Regions from separate parts of the Mus musculus genome. Here region 1 is linked to region 2. Evidence: chromatin contacts called from public promoter capture Hi-C data. All regions are on one chromosome and are shown on one strand. The core of a region is the stretch at or near the end of the contact, and the rest is flanking DNA. Distances in the headings are between cores, read along the strand shown.

Evidence for each region. Capture Hi-C pulls out chosen DNA fragments and counts their contacts.
Region 1: a promoter capture Hi-C map of liver shows a contact between it and region 2, with 5 times the contacts expected there. The contact joins the promoter of Abca8b here to the promoter of E030025P04Rik in region 2. A contact is called at or near these places in 1 of 39 promoter capture datasets (pre-B cells) and 1 of 9 other capture datasets (liver).

The regions. Positions count from the first base shown.
Region 1 is chr11:109,993,160-109,997,127 of GRCm38.p6, forward strand. Abca8b (ATP-binding cassette, sub-family A (ABC1), member 8b) reads right to left here and starts at 2,686. Exons shown (of 39, transcript NM_013851.3): 1 at 2,453-2,686.
Region 2 is chr11:109,141,236-109,145,651 of GRCm38.p6, forward strand. It overlaps E030025P04Rik (RIKEN cDNA E030025P04 gene), which reads right to left and starts at 3,134. Exons shown (of 3, transcript NR_037978.1): 1 at 2,584-3,134.

The DNA of each region.
Region 1 (3,968 bases), core at 1,436-3,935, 850 kb after region 2:
TCTATTCTAATCATACTTTTTATATTCTTATCATTTTTTGCTGAGCTGTTAAATATTTTTTTCCTTTCCTCAATTTCCTGTCCTGTTCAAAGCACATTATAAAGGTATTCATATATCTTTAATGGTTGCTCTTAATTTTCCCAAAGAACTGTGATTTATTTTATGAAAATTTCACAGCTCTTATTACGATTTATCTTTTACAAATACTGTCTACATATATGAGCTCTCGGATAGATTCTAACTGATCCGGTTATTATACAGAAATGTGACTCAACTTTTAATCTGAAGTAAGCACAAATAGATTTATGTCTACGAATAATAATCTGTTATCTTTCCAGTGAATGGTCATTTCTGTGGTGAGGTGTTGTATCTGGGAGGCAGAGGTAGAAACTCCAGGTAGTGGCTCTGGACTGGCTTCATCTGGATTGGGAATTCATGATCCTTTGCCTTGTGTGTGAGGCAGTACGCAGGAGGGCATTCCAGGGGCTTTGCCCAGAACCGGCTGAAGAGAACAGCATTATTGTACTGCCATAGAGACTACTTAGCAGAACAGAACAAACTTTCCCACAGGTGTGCAGCAAACCACAGCTTTAGCTAATTCAACACCGAAGGAAGAGAGGGAAGATCATCTATAGGAGAGGGGGTGGGCAGGTGTGTTTGTGTGTAAATATCAGTGGGTGATTTGATAAGGGGATTTGCATATATATATATATATATATATATATATATATATATATATATAAATAATTAAATGGGAATGTAAAATTTCCTGCAGAAGATGTTTTAGTGCATAATAACACCACCTCCTGCTACAACTTCAACAATCAATACTATGCAAACATGCTCTGGTGAAACCTCTTCTGCAAACTAAGGGATGTAAATGCTCTTCAAAAGCATTTTTTTTTTCCTGAGGGAGGACACTGGATACCTAAGCTGAATCATGAAAGGGAAGGCTCCCCAGAATCCCATGCTTATCAGATTTCTGGGAAGCCAGGGGCGTGAATGGCCCGGGCTTTTGACCACAAAGTCAGTAGCTCCATGGTGAATACCATAAAATTGGTTCTAAGTCCTAAGAACTGAAGCGAGTGCTAGGGATGAACCCCACACGATGATCCACAGCAACAAGCTGGTGGGTCCTTACCAGAAGTGCTCCTCATGTTTACCACACACAGAGAGCTCACTCTCGTGGATTCTCTAGAGTCGAAGCTCAGGTGATAAGTCCTGGCCAGTCTAATGGGAGACACAATGGCTGAAGCAGGCTCAGGGGCTATTGCCACAGGAGGAACCTGCATAGGGCTGTTAAAGGAGGTCCCAGGCAAGGCAGACAGGCAAGAAAAGAAAGGAGACAACTCATGGAAAGAGAGAAGGAAGGAATGGATGCCAAGAGTGGAGCTGCATCAGGTTGGAGTGCCCACTGAGGGGCCGCTAAGGTGCCTCATGAGTTGTTCTCAGTCCGGATAATCCAGAGGGAACAACTTCTGAGGGGACTGTGTAGTCTGTTGGGGTGGCAGAGTTGTCTGAGTAGAGATCTCAATACAGAATCAGGCACAGCCCTGCAGGCAACTGCACTCTTGTCTGCAACTTCTCTGATTTTATTTGTAAATTAAAATCGCCTCCTTGTCTGTCCACTCCTGGTGTGTGTGTTCTGCGATTTGTAAAAATACTGAAGACATGAACCCTCCTTATCTGTGGCATAAATAATATCCAAAATGTTTAAGTGGGGGGGGGGGGGGGAGGAGGAGAAAGGGGAAGGGAGGGAGAGACAGACAGACAGACAGACAGACAGAGACAGAGACAGAGACAGAGACAGAGACAGAGACAGAGACAGAGACAGACAGAGACAGAGGGCGAGAGACTAAGTGTTTCTCCTCCCCTGTTGCCCTGGGAGGCTGACACTTCTGTGCTGAAGGATGAACATTCAAAGTTAGGCTGTGAGACAGGAGAGCCCTGCACATTTCACATTCTCATTTCCCCCACGGTGTCAGAACAGCCAGAGATCCAAGAACAGTCACAGCTTGCTATTCATCAAGTGTTCTGTGAACCCTCTCCGGAAGCAGTCTCAGAAAAGTTAACCCCAGATTGCCAAATTACATCATCAAAGCAAATAACTCCAGAGGCAGTACAAGCTTCCCACTCAATCCTGAAGTGTCTCAGCTTGACAGTCAGTCTGTTGGCCAATTTCAGCTCATTCGCACACTCATTTTATGGCTCAGCAGAACATCATGATATAAAGGTATATATTTTAATTGAATACCTTGCTCTATTTAATATTACACACCAGACACCAAAACATTTCAGAATAGCCCACTGATTTTTAAAAAACCAACTTTGACACAGATGGTTAGCATTCAGCTCATAAAACGGTTCATTTTTTTATTATAACAACAACAATAATAATCCCGATGCCCAAACAAATAAACCTGATAAGGAAAACAAAATCTCAGAAACTTACTTTCGGGAAATGCCAAGCAGGGACTCCAGCCGCACCATTTAATCACGGGCTCTGTTTAGAATAATAAAGTGAGACACCTTCCCCTCCCCCTATTCTCCAGCACCTTTCTAGAGTTTAACTGTTTGCTGTCCGTGAACGCGACTGGTGAAAGCTGCTCTCAGCGGGAGTTTATGATCTCAGCTCTGGGTTGGTCTTGCCAAACACCACGGACACGTGACCGCGCATGGCTGCTCCTCTTTTACCGCTGTGCAGCCAGCCCCCGCAGGGCGGTGCCAGTTATATTTGGTCACCTGGCCATGTGGCTGTATAACGGAGGAAATTCAATATTCCCAAGCTTGCAGGATGCCTAAGCTGGAGAGCAACATTTAATGCGTTGCTTTTAAACTGGAAGGTGGTAAATCAGAGAGCTGTGTTATCGGAGGAAAGCTTTCTCTCCACCCACAGCCCTGGGCTTCTGACTTCTTCACTCAGGATTTTCATTCTTATTTCTCAGTTTTGCTTTCATTTAGTTCTCTGGTGATTTTTTTCCAGTTCCCGCTGAGCTTTAGTCTTGACTGTTGATTTATGGAGTAGGTTTTAGGGTCTTCATTCTAGATACTGGAGACAATTATCTTGTATGTCCCTTCTGCTCCTGGAGGAAAGAGATAGACATCAAGGGTCTTCATCAAGTGCTGTCCATATTTCTGTTATTTTTGCAGCTTGATTGCCATTTGCTTAATAAACACTAATCATGGATTATGAATATGCTATTTTATTATATATTATTTTAATTATATATTACTGTGTACCATGCTATTATTTTTCTGACTGGTGTAACTGTGGCATTATTTACCTTGGGGGTATCCAACAGCTATATAATTGAACACCAAGCCTTCTCAATCAGAAGGAAATTGTGTTTGATATTCTAAACCTAGTCAACTCTCTGTGGATGTAGCGGTCATAGACCCTAGAGGAGAATGTACCACTGCTATTTTTCTTAAGCAATATAATTTCTAACTGCATTTTAAATACTTCTTATGCCTACAGTTGAATGTAGTTCTCATGCTTCTTCAAGAAGCTTCCTTTTGCATCTAACTGAGGCTACTACAAGGATCCATAACTGGTCGCCAAGAGGTACCCAGACCCAACACATTATGTACACCCATAATATAAGTTCAGGGAACATCCTGGAAGAAGGGATGTGAATCAGAGGACTAGGCTATATGGCTGCTGGACAATATCTTCTAGACAGGATTGCTGCTCCCGGGAGGTTGCAACAATATATCTGCCTAAAGGAAACTTACATAATGACAACCACAGCTGACATGCCAACAGGAAGAGGTAAAATTTCTAGGGTCTACTCCTAGATAAAGAGATATAGGCAACCAATGACTGGTGAGGAACGGAGAACCAGTGCTCTCCAGAAAAAAGTCTTGTAGTTCATCCAATCCCAAGTGGTCAGCCCTAAAGACGGGTACATATGAACAATGTTAAAAGACATTAGGGGTGTGTGTGTGTGTATGTGTGTGTATGTGTG
Region 2 (4,416 bases), core at 1,884-4,383:
GGTTGACGTGGAGTGACTTCCTTGTTAACTCCCCCCCCCCACCTTATTCCCCAAGCCAAGGTCTCTGGCTAAACCCAGAACTCACTGAATCTGCTAGTCTTGCTGGCTAGCATGATCCATGGGTCCTTTGTCTCCACCTCCCCAAGTGCTGGGATGACAGGACTTGACTTGAGTACCTTGACTTGACTTGAGTACCGGGGATCTGAACCCTGGTCCTCACACTTGTACAGCAAGCACAGCATCCGCTAAGTCATCTGCCCGTGCCCATCCCAGCTGCCTTCCTGTTTTAATCAACAGTGAATTATTATGACCGTATTTCCTTGCCATGCCGTGAATTTCTTTTGGCACTACCCTTGCCCTGCTTTCTTCTTCCTCCCCTCCTAGCTCCATAGTGCTGGGGATGGAACTCGGGGCCTCATTCAGGCTAACAGGTGCTCTAACACCTGTTAGAACTAGATTCCAAGCCACCAAATGACTGTACAGTAGTGTACCATGTAGTGTACAAGTTTTGTAGGTGGAGTGAGAGCCATGTTGGGCTATCTGCCTTCTTCCTCTGTTGTAGAATGGAATTGGGGTGTGTTGTGTAAGGCATGGGCAGTATCGTCTCTCAATAGAACTGAGCCGCAGTGGCTACCGGTTATGTCCAGGCGTAGTCAGATATAATCATCTGTTGCCTGCTCATTATTGGCTCCATTCATCACGAATTTATGGATGATGCATGGGTGGTATTTTGCTATGTAACCAGTCACCCCAAAGTGAAGCAACTTCAATAACAATAAACAGTATTATCTCTTCTGATTTCTCTGGGCCATGAATTCCAGAGAAGCTTGGCTCAGTGGTCTGGATCAGGGTTCTACATGAGATAGAGCCCATGAAGTCAGGTGGACAGCATGTGACTACGGACTCAATTCAGTTCTCGGGGTCTGCTTCCAGTCACAGGTTGGCAGGATGCCTCCGTTCCTCACCACGTGGCTCTCTCAGGAGGCCCGCTTGAATGTCTTTACAACATGGTGACCGGCCTGCCCGGAGTGGGCAGAGACACAGCCAAGACAAAACAAGGAGTATTTTGATGACCTTGCCTAGAGAGTCACTCTTGCCATTTCTGTAATATCCTACTTAAAGGTGAGTCATCCTTTTTCACATTGGCCCCATCCAATGTGTGCACGAATGTGACTATCAGAATCCAGGGATAGCTGGGTACCACCCTGGAAGCTATCTACCATGATGATAAGCCAGGCTGAGTGCTAAGGACAGAAATGCACCTAAGATGGTGATGGTGATGTGTATAATGGTGTTGACACTCCGTCTGTGGTTGAAGGTCACATTAATGTTATGGCCACAGAATTTGTCCCTAGCCTTCAGGCTAGCCCATGCCTGCTATGAGCATACATCCCTGCATTGCTAACTGGGACTGTCTATAATGGACAAAGTCAATGTTCATTATTATGGTCTACAAGTTAGTTCTCTCTGTCTCTGTCTCTGTCTCTGTCTCTGTCTCTGTCTCTGTCTGTCTGTCTGTCTGTCTCTGTGTGTGTGTGTCTGTCTGTCTGTTTGTCTGTCTCTGTCTGTCTGTCTGTCTGTCTCTCTCTCTCTCTTTCTCTGTGTGTGTGTGTGTGTGTGTGTGTGTGTGTGTGTGTGTGTGTGTGTGCCCACTCTATAGCACAGGCTGACCTTTAACTCATTGTATGAACCTAAGCCAGTCTCAGACTCAGGAAAGTCCTCCTTCAGCCTCCTGGGCACTGCAGGGATTACAGATATATACTATCGTGCCAAGTATGATGCCAGTTCTTAATGGGAAGGCCCTTTGTTTTATAGCAGGACATTTGGCGTGAAGGCCTATGAAAGAGCAAAGAATCAGAAGTCGGTCTGTAGCTGGGATCCTGTGCCTCCCCTGGAGTCTGCTGACTCTTGCTCTGAGGGGCACTTATAATGCTTGCTAGAGCAGACTTAGACCTCCACGACCTCAGGCAACCATGTAGCGCTCCGAGATCCCCTTCTCCCCTCTGTGACACTAGAATGGGCTTTACCTCCAGTCGTTGAAAGAAGATGTTGTATTTCAATGCTTTGTGAAGAGATTCCAGTCTATTCTGAGGGAAGAGCAATGGGTTCCTACATTCTTAGAACGGGGAGTGTTCTCATGACTTGGTGAGAAAAATTATCTTTGTGGAAGTGTGGCCCTCTGAGATACATAAGGTGGAAAAAGATGAGGTGTCTTCCTGAAGTCCTCGGTGAAGAAACCCCAGAAGAAACCCCACTTTTTTTTTTCGAGACAGGGTTTCTCTGTATAGCCTTGGCTGTCCTGGAACTCGTTTTGTAGAACAGGCTAGCCTCAAACACAGACATCTACCTGCCTCTGCCTCCCAAGTGCAGGGATTTAAGGTGTGCACCACCACGCCCGACTTGAAACCCCACTTTTGAAACTATGGTTTGTCATGTTGATGTCTCCTAAGTACCCATTGGCCTCGGGCCCCTCCTCCTAAATTCGTTTGATACGCTGTTCCTTACCAGCCAAAGTTAGAAGTTTGTATGTGGCTATTTAGTTTCAGTGGTTATTTAAAAAAAAATGTCACAGCTAACTCTCACCTGGGCCTTTTCTGCATCCTATTAGCTGTGTCCTCTGTGTCTCTGACGGCCACGCGTCTAACAGTCGGATCCCTTCCATCCTGGTCTTGGCTGAAGTTGACCCACCTCCTGCTGCTCCCAGGGGTGAGGTGGGGACAGTCCTTCCCCCAAATCTGAGACATGCTTACGCAGTATCTGAAGGGTTGACTAAACTCTGGTTCTTGGTATGTTTTTTTCTTCTTCTTTGGTGTTGTCTGAGACATCCATTCGAAACTCCCCAGATGTCAGAGCCCAGGAGTTACACGCCAAGACTTCTGTTCTCTAAGGGAGGAGGAAGCCCTAACATCTTTAGCTACTCACTCTCCTTTTGAGTAGTGCTCAATCCCTTTGCCCTCCTTGCTGCAAATCTCGCAGTCATCCATCTCAGAGCGTTCCCAGAACCAAGGGCAAAGCTCCAGCTGCCACTGGCCCCAGCAGAATGGGATCTGTTCCCCCTGGTGAAGCTGAAAATTCCTTCTCATCTTGGCAACCACATCACACCAGTGTGTGTTTGCTGATCTGTGGGCAGCAAAGACTCTGCAGCATTTCCCCTCTTACCACGTGCTCTGGTAAGTCATGTGTTCTTGTGTGGATCAGTCCCTGTCCCGTCCCCCCCCACACACACACACACCCTGCCCAAGGACGTGATCTAACGTTTGTTTACTCCAGAGGTCCTCTTGCATAACCCAGTCCTAGTCTCTGTCTCTTGAAGTGATTGAGAATCCAGAGTTGGCCATCCAGCTGTGTCTCTGGCTTTGGATCAATAATCAATTTGACCCTCATATTTTCTAGAGTTTAATCTAAGTCATTGATAAACATGTTGAATAGAAGTGGACACATGACACAGCCCCATGCTACTGAAAATCTTTCTGGGGTCAGAGTTCACATATTGATGGTCCAGCTGCCAGATGAGGCCTGCAGATGTGCTATGTTTGGACTGAATAATATTTTATGTTTCTTTTTTATTTTACCTTTGAATTAGTGGCCAACACTGGATTATTTTTTAAAGCTTCTCCTGAACGATTGAAGCTATGTCAACACCAGAACCACAACCCAACAGCTGGAGCAGCTGTATACAGTTATGTAGGTTGTAGACTATGCACTCTACCTGGGACTCGTGCAATGAGCACATCTGGTAGTCGATACACAGGCTCTCTGTTTGGCCTCTGTCCCAACTGTCCCCTGTTATCAGGCACACAGCCCACTCTTACTTATTGACGATATCTGTCTCATTCCTGAAGGTCTCCATTTAGGAGATTCTATATCCTGTTTATCAGCATCCTTTGGGTACAATCTGTCAGCTGGTTATAAATCTAACTAATTGCACCATTTCCCAGGCCGTGTAATCTCTCTGGATTTTATGAGTGCCGTTGCCAGATGCTGTATAAAGCTTGGTTATTAGCGTCCATCCCATGTCCTTGGAGTGCTAGACTCTTAGGACTGAGGGAAACAGAACTGCAATGGCCTTCGCCTGGCTTGGACTTGGGATTCTATGTATTTACTTCTTGAGGAACAAAGGCACTATCTTGTAAACATTGTTTCTAGGAACTTGGAATCGAGCCAGGCATTTGTCGTAACCTCGCCAAGCAAGCATGCAGAATGAGACCCTCCATCCTTTGGAACTCTTGGAGGTGGGCTTCACTTCCTTTCTTTTCCAGACCCTTTGGCTGTTCTCTGTAAGGTCTGATTTGGAGTCAGGTTAGCAACTCATCTTAGGATCCTTACCATGTAAGACCTTAAGATCATGGCTGGAATCATCTGCCTACTAAGGCCAGTAAGTATTTCATGTTTGTCTCCAACCGATGCCTTCTTGTC